Regions from separate parts of the Arachis hypogaea genome. Here region 1 is linked to region 2. A link is a contact called in public Hi-C data. All regions are on one chromosome and are shown on one strand. Each heading gives the region's core, a stretch centred on a gene start, on an enhancer-like site or on the middle of the called end of the contact. The rest is flanking DNA. Distances are from core to core; before and after follow the strand shown. Region 1 holds the start of LOC140182344. Region 2 has its middle 3.9 kb from the start of LOC112779407.

Region 1 (2,700 bases), core at 53-2,552, 52 kb before region 2:
TTTATTTACTCAATAGGTGAAAGATGCCACCTAAGAAAAGACGTGGTGGAGCTGTTAATGCTCCTGATACTGCTGAATCCAATAGGGCAGTTTCTCTGCCACTTGGAGCCCTTCGACAAAGACCAAGGAGCCAAAGAATAGCTGATAGACGCGGAGAAAGGATACTCCGTGAGGGAGTTCAAGAAAACCCCGCAGTAGGAGTGGCTCAAGCAGACTTGACAGCTGAATTGAGGGGAATGAATCAAACTCTTAATGCGGTGTTATAGGTCCTAACAAATCAAAATAGGGGTGAAGCGAGACTTCCTAATGCGCCAAATCCTCAGCCTCATAGGGTTCATCAATTCTTTGGGAATCAAGAGCCGCCAATTGAGAAGTACTTGAAGTTGGATTCGTCCACTTTCAATGGAGATTCATTGGATGAAGATCCACAACAATATCTAGAGGATGCAAAGAAAGCTATTTGAGCTCTCAAGTGTACCAAGGAATGGGCTGTTGAGTTAGTATCCTACAACTTGCGTGGTTCGGCAAGATATTAGTGTGAATCTCTTCTTGAGAGCCAAGAAGCAGCTGAATTACCTCCTCCTTCCTAGGAAGAGTTCATTGAAGAGTTTCTCGCTTAGTTTTATCTGGCTAACAAGCAAGCAGAGGATGCAATTACCTTTGAAAGATTAAGGCAAGAGAATATGACTGTGACCGAGTATGCTAAGGAGTTTAATAGACTTTCTAAGAGTGCTCCATACCTGGTAAATTCAGAAGAGATGAAAGTACGTCGGTTCGTTCGTGGGTTGGCAAAACCTATGTTCACTACTCTTATGTCTGAAGTCGGACGCATGTCTTTTAAGGATGTCCTAAACTCTACTTATGGAATTGAAGCTGGGATAGCGGAGAGAAATGCTTTTAAGGATGTTGGTAAGAAGCCTAAGATGAAGGGACAATTTTCTGGTGGATCTAGTTCAGGAGGATTTCAGTTTCATCATGGTCAGACTAATCAGCAAGGTTATTTGGGTTATCGAGCTCGTCCTCAAACATCTTTTGGTGGGGTTGCTTCTTCTGGATCTGCTCCCATGAGTGTTTCGAGTCCCAGACCTTTTGTTAAGGCCACCCCTCAATCTAGTGCATAGGGTTCAAATCAGACAAGACCAGCTCAGCCCTACTGCCATCAGTGTGGGAGTTACCATTCTGGTATAAGTTTTAAGGCTACTGGAGCATGTTTTGGTTGTGGTCAATCTGGTCATCTTAGGAGAGATTGTCCAAATGCTAGAGGAGGCTTTGCTCCAGGTATTGCACGTCTTACAATACCAATGCCATCATCTTCATCTATGTCTATTGGAAATTCTTCTGGTCCTAGTGGTAGAGGAGCAGGTGGCAGGGGTCAGACTTATAACAGAGGAGGGAGCAAAAGAGGAAGAGGTCAGGCACGTGTGTACGCTTTAACGTGTAAAGATGCTCAAGCTTCTAATGTTGTGGTGGCAGGTACTTTACAAGTTTGTTCTTTAGATGCTCGAGTGTTATTTGATACGGATTCTCATTATTCATATGTATCTCCACATCTTGCATCTTGTTTCGATAAACAACCTGAACTATTATCCCACCCATTTCATGTTGGCACTCCACTTGGAGTCTCCATGGTGGTTCGAGTCGTGTTTCGGTCTTGTATTGTTAGAATTAATACGGTTGAAACCTTAGTTGATTTGATCCTTTTAGAACCAATGGAAGATATTGATGTCATCTTAGGCATGGATTGGTTAGCAGCTTGTCATGTTGATGTGGGCTGTTACACCAAAACTGTGAAGTTTGACATACCGGGTATCTCACCTTTTATTTTTAAGGGGTGATGATTGTCCCAGCTTAGCTAGAATCATCTCATCTATGAGTGCTATGCAATTGATGGATAAGAGAAACCAAGAATTTCTGGCAGTTGTTAGAGATGTAGATGCTGAAGTGCCTAGTCCTGATCAGGTTCCTATTGTTAGAGAATTCCCTGACATGTTCCTTGATGAGCTACCGGGGATGCCACCTGACCGCGAAGTTGAATTTTCCATAAAATTAGCTCTGAGAGTCCAACCTGTGTCCATTCCTCCCTATCATATGGCTCCAACTGAGTTACGAAAATTAAAAGTTCAATTGGAAGATATGCTAGAAAAAGGATTCATTCGTCCTAGCACTTCTCCGTGGGGAGCTCCTGTTCTATTCGTAAAGAAGAAAGATGGAACGATGCGACTATGTGTGGATTATCGTCAGCTCAATAAGATAACTGTTCGCAACAAGTATCCATTGCCAAGGAATGATGATTTGTTTGATCAACTTCAAAGAGCTACCTGTTTCTCAAAAATCTACCTGCATTCAGGGTACCATCAATTGAAGATAAAAGAGGAAGACATTCCAAAAACTGCTTTTCGTACTCGCTATGGGCACTATGAGTTCTTAGTAATGTCATTTGGTCTGACGAATGCGCCTGCAGCTTTCATGGACTTAATAAAACGAGTCTTCAAACCTTTCTTAGATTGCTTTGTTATCGTCTTCATCGATGATATCTTGGTGTATTCGAAAAGTGCTACAGAGCATGAGTATCATTTGAGGATTGTGTTACAAACCTTAAAGGATCACAAGCTTTATGCTAAGTTTTCTAAATGTGAGTTTTGGCTTGATCAAGTGACATTTTTGGGGCATATGGTATCAAAAGATGGAATCATGGTGGAT
Region 2 (2,834 bases), core at 100-2,599:
TAATAATTAATAAGTGGAAGCATGCTTTAATAAACTAAAGTAAAATTTAGGGATAAGGATTGTTTTAGTCCATAACATTGAGAGTCAGAATTGAAATCGTCCCCAATATAATTTTTTATTTAGAATCATCCTTAACGTTTTTTCGTATTAAAATCGTCTTTTTAATTTTTTTTAGACAAAAATACCCTCCACCACTACCGGCACCACTACCATCACCACTACCAGCACCTCCACCACCAAGAATAACATCAATGAAATCAACACAAATTCAACAACTAAATCAACACAAACAGAAGCAGAAAGCAGAAATCGAAGCAGTAACAGATGCAGAAGCTCAAACACAAAGCCAAATCAACACAAGCAGAAGCAGAAAGCATAAAGTAGAAACCGAAGTAGAAACAGATGCAGAAGCTTAAGCACAAAGCCAAATCAACACAAGCAGAAGCACAAATTCAACAAGAAGCAGAAACTCAAGCAGAAGCTCAAGCAAAAGTAGAAAGCAAAGGCCAAAGCAACGAGTAGAAGCTGAAGCAAGAAGAAGAAGCAGATGCAGAAGCCGAAGCAGAACCACCGGCAACTCGTGGGCGACGGAGTGACGGCGGCTGGGCAGATCGGCGGTAGTAGGAACCCAGCTCAGCCTCAGATTCCTATCTCTCCGTCACGCGCCGCCCTCCTCGCGTCGGGCTCCCCTTCCCGGCGACGCACTCCACGACGGCGGCAGAAGCATGCATGAACGGCGGCGACGTCTTCCTCTGTTTGCGGTTCTGGCAGCGGTTCGTGGGCGGACTAGCAACGATGTGGGTGTCGCGATGGTGGCGGCGGCTATGGCAGCGGCTTCCCCCCCCCCTCCACGGGCACTCCCTCTCTCTTTCTCAGATCTCCTCTCTCGCTGCTCGTGCTCGGTGGCGAAGGACCCAAAGGTGGCAGTGATGGCAAGAAGCGGCGGTGGAGACCCGCGGTGAAGGCGACGACGGCACTGGAATGCCAGGGCTCTCCCCTTCCCCTTCTCCCCTTTTCCTCCACCCCCCACCCCTCGCGTCCTTTCCCCTCCCCTTTCTCTCGTGTCCTTTTTTTTAATTTTATAATTTTTTTATTAGATTAGAAGTAGTTTAGTAATAAAATAAAAAATTTTATCAAAAAAGACAATTTTAACACGAAAAATTTTTTTAAAGATGATTCTAAATAAAAAATTATGTTAGGGACGATTTCGATTCTGACGTTCAACGTTAAGGACCAAAACAATACTTATCCCTAAAATTTAAAAAAAAAACTGCGGTAGCTAAGTAGGACAATTTAGATAACCATTTGGAGCAAGGCAAGTATATAATATATCACATCCAATTTGGTTTTTTCAAACCTTCAAATACGCAGCGCATGCAGCTGCAACATTATGTTGGACAAGTTTTCTCATTGACCTTCAACATTAATTTAGTGTTTCATGTAAAATATAGAGCGTGTTAGCATACTTTACTTCATATTGAATTATTGATGCATATATATGACGTATGAACGGTAGGTCAAAATGTTCTGTTCATATTATACTTCGTTCATCATTGCGATCCACTTGTAAATGCATATAAGTATATAACAATCAGTACAATGAATTGTACGAAGCGATTTCTAGTTTTTTCACCCAACAAACCACTTGGTCAAAAATGAAAATAATAATAATAACAAAAAAAATATTAGATGGATATTAGAATTTATTATTTTTGATTAATAATTAATTAGTAATATTTAAATATATGAGTTAAAATTATGTTATTAGATTATTATACTAAAAGAATTAATCTAATAATTAAAAATGCTGATAAAAAAATAAATTTTGTTAGTCTTTGAATTTTTTTTATAATAATATTAATTTTGTCTGACTTTAACTTTAAACAAAGAATTTATGAGTATTTTTGAATTACAACGTATGTCTCTTTCTCTATTTTAAGTGGTTCTTAGAATATACTCTATTATTTATAGGTATTTTTAAAATTAATTGTGATGCCAGTTATCCTGCTTCTGATGATAGTGTTCGTTTTGTTTGTATTGTTAGAGATTGTAATGAGTGTTGACAAAGGGGATGTTTGAAAATGATCGAGAGTAATAGTATTCTTAAAGAGGAATTATTTGCTATTTGGAGAGATTATCTCTTAGTTTAGGATGTGGGTCAACAAAATATTATTTATGAGACAAATTGTGTAGAGAGACGTTTAATCTTGTTACTAATTATCAAGATCGTTTTGGATTAGTTTTATTGATTTGTAGGTGTTCAAAATAAAAAATATTATATATTAAAATTGACAAATTTAATTATAAGATATGTAAATACACTGACGAACAATATGATAAAAATGACAATAATTTTACAACTCTATTAAATAAAACTTTTCTCTTTTTAGAAGAAGGAGTTTATAAATAATCTTAAACAAAATTGCTCATAAAAACATAAAAAAAGTAAACCAACTTCAATAATACAATGGTTACAATTCCGGGGAAGAAATTGTAGAATATAACTAGCCAGAATAATTGAATAAAAGTGAGTTGGATTGAATTTTGAAAAAAAGTTTTTTTAATCCTTTTTATAAAGTTTTTTAATAAAAACAATAATTAATTTTATAATTATATATATAAAAATATAAGGATTAATTCTTAAAAATAATTTCTTAAAATTTTGTTTTCGTAAAAGGATAACATATTACTTATTTGAATTAAAAGGGTTTTTTAGATAAAAATAATTTATCCTGGAAATGGTACTTTAGAAAAAATATAAGTCGATTACTACTTTGTTTATTTCACATCATTTTCAATGCTTAAGTTTTTTTCTCATGATATTTTATTACTTA

Evidence for each region. Hi-C and Micro-C count contacts between places; a contact is called where the count stands out from the background.
Region 1: a Hi-C map of an unstated tissue shows a contact between it and region 2, with 3 times the contacts expected there. The contact joins the promoter of LOC140182344 here to the enhancer-like site in region 2. A contact is called at or near these places in 5 of 8 Hi-C or Micro-C datasets (leaf and an unstated tissue).

Annotation. Positions count from the first base shown.
Region 1 is chr19:127,353,686-127,356,385 of arahy.Tifrunner.gnm2.J5K5, reverse strand. It overlaps LOC140182344, which reads left to right and starts at 1,302. Exons shown (of 1, transcript XM_072228512.1): 1 at 1,302-1,835. The coding sequence starts at 1,302. The coding sequence ends at 1,835.
Region 2 is chr19:127,301,811-127,304,644 of arahy.Tifrunner.gnm2.J5K5, reverse strand. No RefSeq gene overlaps it. Among protein-coding and RNA genes, the nearest start is that of LOC112779407, 3.9 kb to the right of the region's middle. Within about 2 kb of position 1,349, at least 1 of the 3 cell types and tissues checked has open chromatin away from gene starts, as enhancers often do.